Regions from separate parts of the Gossypium arboreum genome. Here region 1 is linked to region 2. Evidence: chromatin contacts called from public Hi-C data. All regions are on one chromosome and are shown on one strand. Each heading gives the region's core, a stretch centred on a gene start, on an enhancer-like site or on the middle of the called end of the contact. The rest is flanking DNA. Distances are from core to core; before and after follow the strand shown.

Region 1 (3,119 bases), core at 78-2,577, 96 kb before region 2:
CAACATTTTAAATTTTGATTCCTTTCTCACTCTCAAACAAAGCAAATTTATTATAATCTTATAACAAACATTTCCACTTGCTTTTTCTTAATTAGGCCACCATTACTAAATTAATAGTAATTAAAAAATACTATAATATATTATTTAAAAATAAAATAGAGATTAACGAATTCTTAATATCATTTCCCTTTCGATAAAAATGAAACTTATCTCGACTTTTTTTATAATTCTTTAAAATAATCTATTTTTTATAAAACTATACAAGTTCCCTATCCTACTCAATGTATTTATTGAAAAAAGCTCAAAACTTCAGTCAAAATTAAACCCTTTTATAGTTGGTCATTTGTTTTATCACGTGGACGAAAAACACGAGCTTTCTTACCCCGCAAATGAAATAGTTGATTTGGCCACCCCTTATTCAACTGAGAATAGACTAACTAAAACCTAATTATCTTAACTTGATAATAGAAAGTTAAAAAGAGAAGCCATTTAAATTTTAGAAATGTTTCGAAACATATAAATATCATTGTTGCTCCATTTTGAACATCTCTTCTCTTGATGGTTTCAACCATTGTTGCTCCATTTTGGACTTTTTTTTATCCTTCTATTTTTTTGAAATGGCATCACTTTAAGGGATATTTCTTTTCTATCTTTTTAATGTTAGCGTTATCGTACCAAATCACTTATTTTTCTTTTTTTTTTCAATAATAAATTATATTTAATCAAGTAAATAGTATTTCTCAGCATGATTAACATATAGTTGTTAGTTACTTTGCATTTTTTTTCTCTCTCATTTTTTGGGAGTGCCTATCTCTTTTTGGAGAGGTTTTTTCTCCTTTTTTTCATGACGAATTTATTTTTTGAGTAAAAAAATGTGGTTTCGAGTCAATTTTTCAATTTCTTTTGTTTTTTCTTTATTTGTTTTAAGGTTCTAAGTCTTTTATAATAAGAAAAGAGTCTGGTCTTTTGGTTTTGAGTCTTAGGGCAACTTGTAGTTGATGATTAAGTCATATTTGAGTTTTTTGTTTTTCTATTTTAGGTCTTGCTTTGATGATTCTTTTTTTGTAGGATCTATTTGTGAGTATTTCCATTAATCGAGGGATAGAATAGTGTCACTTTTTAATCCGATTAACTACTTTGCATTGATTTGGGGGTTTTTTATAATGGAAAAGGAGAGGGGTTTTGATGAGCTTGAGATACAGTTGGAAACAGCTAAAGGGGGTTTGGAAAGGGCAACAAAATTTACACTAGTTGGGAAAATTCATGCGAATAAAACTCCTAATAGAAGGGGGTTTAAATGGGTTTTGCAGAGTATCTGGTCTGAGGCAGAACTAGAAAAGGTGTGGGAGCTTGGAGAAAATATGTATGCTCTTTAGTTTGCAAAACTTGAGGTGATAGAGTCAGTTTTGTAGAATGGACCATGGATAGTGATGGGTTTTTGTTTGAACTTGAAGAGGTGGGCAGTGAATTGAAAAATTCAAGAGTTGGATTTTACTAAGATGACTATTTATATCCAAATATCTAATTTACCTCTAGAAATGATGACAATTAGGAATGATGAATTGATTGGTAGTAGGTTAAAAAAGTTGGTGAAGGTGGATTATAGAGTTTTGGAGAAGGGATGGAGTAGAAGTTTTTTTAGGGTTAAAATTGAGACTAATCTGAAAAAACCCTAGTTCCTGAATTTTGGGTAACGAATGAGAGTAAGGACAGGGTGTGAGGTAAGATAAAATATGAGAAGATTGCATATTTTTCCTTTGGATGTGGTAAGGTGGGACCTTAGTAAGAATATATAGATTTGAGAAGGTGAAATGGAGTGATGAAGGTTAGGTTAGGAGGTATGGTGGATGGGTGGAAGCTATTAGAGTAGGGATAATATTGTGCTTGGGATAAATGAGGGGAGGAATATGGGGTTGGGAAAGAATTATGAGGAGTGGGAAGGAAAGAGGGAGAAGGGTTTGAGTGAATTGTTCAAGGGGGTGGGATATTGGTAGGAATGGGTGAAAGTGAGGGAGAAAGGGAGGTAGGTTAACGATGGGGCAGTTTTGGAGGAACTGTGGAAGATATAGGTGAGAGTGGGGAAGGTAAGAAGGGGGAGGGGGAAATGTTGTGAAAGAAGTGATAGTGGATGATGGGTCTAAGAAATTTAATAGGCAAGAAATATCTTTTCATAAGAAAGGGAAAGAGGGGTTGAGTGAGGAGGGGATTGAGGGTGTTGAATCTGATGTGTATTCTGAAGAAAGGCTTTTAGGTAAGATGGTTGGAAATGATGGGAGAAAGGTAGTAAGAGTTGGATTGAATCCTTACTTTGTGGAGCTTTCTTCTAATGAAGGTGAGAAATGTGAAAAGGACAGTGTGGAAACAAGTGCGCAAAGGGATAAACAAATTTTGGTGGCTAAAGAAATTTTAGTTGAAAAGGTACAAGGTATGTCTTTGGATAGAAGCTTGGAGGATGATGATCAGGAAAATAATTGGAGAAGAAAGAAATAAAAAAATTGATGATTGGTTAATGGGAAATAATGGGAATAAAGGGGTGAAAGAGAATGCCAGAAGGTTGTAGAGAAGACGAGGTGAAGAAGTATAAAGGGGTTGGAAGGTGTTAGAGAAAGGTAGGGGGAAGGAAGTCCTAGGCTTGAGTTTTCAGAGGTATTAGTTGAGGTCCTGTTCAAAGGTTGGTTGATACTGAACGTTACGGTGGCTATCCTATAACAGCCACCAAAGGGCTATGAGGTTCTTATCTTGGAATTGCCAAGGAGTGGGATCTTCTTTGACAATTCAGAATTTGAAAGAGCTTTGTAAGAGCTGTGACCCAATATGTATCCGCTTGATGGAAACAAAAAAATAGTAAAGATAAGTTGTAGGGTTCTAGAAAGAAGTGCAAGATGGAGGGGGTTGTATATGTGGATCTAGAAGGTTTAAGTAGGGGTCTGGCAGTATAGTAGCAAGAGAGAGTTAAAATAGTTTTGCTAAACAAAACTAAGAGTTTAATTTATACTAATGTGGAGGATAATGGTAGTGGTCGTTCTGTAAGGGTGTTTTGGGTGTATGGACCTACTGAGTTTGAAGAAAGAAAAAGGGTTTGGGAGAACATTAAGTAGAAGGCTAGATTCATTAAAGGG
Region 2 (3,199 bases), core at 326-2,825:
ATAGAAAACTTGGGACTAAAAAAATCCAAAGAACTAAACTTGTTAAAAGGAAAAACAAAATCTCTAACAATAACAATTTAATAAATTATAATGTAACCTTCTCGATTTACTAATCAATCTTACATTTAAGTCAATCCTATCACAGTTCACAATCACTTTCAGAAAGAGTTCACACATTCAAAGCTTGGTGTTTGTTAACTACGGAGGATGATAAGCACAGTTTAAACTCCGAATCAAAGCTCATACTATTCAAAGGGGAACGGTTAATGGTTACAGCTCTCCCAATCAAAGATTTAGCAGAATCCATCGAATCAAACCACTAATTCAACACAGATCACTATGTTGACAAGTTCAAAGATGCTTTTGGCATTAACAAGGTTTTCTTTTTACTCAACACCAAGGTTCCATTTATTCCAAAAAAAAAAAAACCATTAACACATTCTTTATTTTGCCAAACAAAGTGCTTACCTAAACCCAGAAAGGCCCAGACAAAATAAAAACTTACCAAGCCAGCAAATCAGTCGATTTGAAGCTGAATCACATCCTTTCCTCCTCACCGTTCTTCACCTCAGCTTTCCCGAAAAATCCGCCAATAAATGACGAACCCCATAACACAGATGATAGGAAACGGCCAATGCAGCAATTGATACGGTAAGTGGGGCAAGTTTTGCTGAATAAAAGAAGAATTGGTAGAAATTCGAATAGGTGAAGCAAATTGAACCCATTTTCAGAGAAAGAAGATAAGAGAACAAAAGTGCAGTAGTTAGGAAAACCCCGGAGATCCTATTGGTAATTGAAAGAGTCGCAGAAAGTTGTGGCTTATAAATAGGAAGATGAGGAGATAACGGGCGAAGGTTTGATTCTTTGGCCTCGCTCCCAAGCCCTGGAATGTCACGGGATGTGGAGAGAAATCGATTCCCCTTGACTTGATCCATCATGTTCAGGCTCCTTGTTGGAGACAAAGGATCAAACACATCTGCAGGAATTTTTTTCTTGAGGGGGCAAAACGACTGAATTATAATTTTATAATTTCAATAAGAACTAAAGTGAAAATTTACCTTTTTTGGCCCCCTGGCGCCGCCCCTGCAGATCTGCAGCATAGAAACCGGAAGGGCCAAAATCAGCATCAATTTTAGATAATCAAAAATTAAAAAGAAGGGAAAGAAGTCGAAATGAAAAACAGATGAGTGGACAAGTACCTGAGAAGAAACCGTCAGCACGACGGCGATCATCGTGGTCATCAGGCGTGGCGGCGTTGGTATTAAAGAGTCTGGAGGTGGATGGAGCGATGGCGACGCGTAAGGAGTTAGGGAGGATGTTGGATGAGACGAGCCTCTTAAGAGCTAGAGAAGAAGCCATTGCTAAATGGAAGAGTCTCAAAATTGCTTAGCCTGCAGAAAAGAAACACGGAGTGAAACGGTGGGGTTATATAATGGAAGGAGGAAGCTGCTCTGCAAGAAAACATAAATAGATATTATTGGGCTTAGGCCTATTTAGGTTCGGTTTTAGGGTTTAAGCGATGCGGCGTTGACATGATATACAAATTTTGGATCAATTATGTGGCAATCTAACAATTCCATAATTTATCTCAAATATTCATCATTTCCTAAAGTAACCTTTGGAAATCTATGTACCTATAAATTTAGAACCAATCACCTTATCCTTTAACCATCCATTCATGCGAATAGAGTATGTTTTATGATTAATCGTTTATTTCTCTAGAAAGCACCTAACACTTAAATATAATTATTGTTTGTTGTTACTTTGTTGGTCATTGAATTATTCACAAGTTTTTATTAAAATTATTGGGTTATTAAAATCGATCTTAAATAGCTTTCTTTATTCGCACTATCTGTACCAATCGAAAGCTTTTATTCCGTTTCTCTTCTATTGTTGAGTGCTTTTTCATGAAACAACTTTGAACATCACAAATCTACAAACCAAAATTCAAACAGTTTTTTCTTTAATCTCCTACACTGACCGCCAGATAGACTTGGATCTAAGTTATGTTCTTCTACTCATCGATAGGTACAGATCCACCCTCTCGATCGTCAAATCGTCACTTGGAGCTTTATGGCAGAACTTTAAAAAAAAACTTAATAGTCTAGTGACTTAAATAAAATATTTTGAATAGTTTAGTGACTTAAATGAAAACTTTCGAATAATTTAGTGATCAAATTATAACATTTTTTGAATTAAGTAACCAAAACAAAAACTTACCTATAATTTAATGACTAATGATATAATTTACCCTATTTTCTTCTCAGCAAATTTTTTACATAAATTTAAAGAGTTTATGGAAATGTAAATATATAGGAAAATGGCAACTCATCCATTTTCATCATATTTGATTCATTAATCTATACACCAGTTGTATGATTATTTATATATTTTGTAAAAGGATTGATTAATGTCGAGTATGCCTCATATTTAAGCATTAATAGTGTGTGACGTAGCAACGAAGAGGAGCTCTTCGTTCCGATGACGTGACCATACTTCATCACGACGAAAAGAAAGCCACGTCGCAATGTGGCGACGTGTTTCTCAATTTTCTGAGTTTACTTTCTTTCAGTTAAAAACTGTTTTAGTTTCCCGCTTAAATGCTGATTAGTGTAGATTATTTAATATATTAACTTTTACAAGTTTTCAGGAAATTTTGTGTTTAAGTTTCGAGTGTTCTTATTTTTGGGCTTTAGGGTTTAGTTTTTATCTTCATCTTTATACTCTTCGTTTTTGCTGATTTAATGAAATTATCTTTGCCTGTGAATTTTTATCCTCTTCGAAAAAAAAATTTCAGGTAAAATATTTATAATCGTTCTCTTCAATTTCTTAATTAATTTAATTACTCTTCGTTGCTTAATCGGATTTATCCAAACAATTAAACTTATCATATTTTATCAACTAAAAACATAACAGATGTTGGATTTGGATTTTCAGGTCATTTTCCAAAATCAATTTAGTGCAATGGACTCAACCAGATTTGACGGCTTCAACATCCTCGAACAGAATCTAAAATGTCAATTTAATTCCTTTTATCTTTTATTTTAAATGGAACAATGGCAATTTCGACGCTTTTCAAAAAATTTAAAAATTAACTTAGATCATTTTAATACAAATACTTTTAGCTTTGATCCTCTTTTTTAGTTTTATCTCGCCCCAGTGAACCTTGATTCAATGTCGCTTGCACACGAAACTTAGT

The links. A called contact is a pair of places that touch in the nucleus more often than the background predicts.
Region 1: a Hi-C map of leaf shows a contact between it and region 2, with 2.3 times the contacts expected there. The contact joins the enhancer-like site here to the promoter of LOC108458623 in region 2. A contact is called at or near these places in 2 of 5 Hi-C or Micro-C datasets (both in leaf).

What each region holds. Positions count from the first base shown.
Region 1 is chr10:47,624,174-47,627,292 of ASM2569848v2, reverse strand. No RefSeq gene overlaps it. Among protein-coding and RNA genes, the nearest start is that of LOC128282568, 50 kb to the left of the region's middle. Within about 2 kb of position 1,327, at least 2 of the 2 cell types and tissues checked have an H3K27ac peak or open chromatin away from gene starts, as enhancers often do. A contact at or near this core is called in leaf, where this site is marked.
Region 2 is chr10:47,528,775-47,531,973 of ASM2569848v2, reverse strand. It overlaps LOC108458623 (succinate dehydrogenase subunit 3-1, mitochondrial-like), which reads right to left and starts at 1,575. Exons shown (of 3, transcript XM_017758031.2): 1 at 1,200-1,575; 2 at 1,059-1,091; 3 at 221-976. The coding sequence starts at 1,359. The coding sequence ends at 564.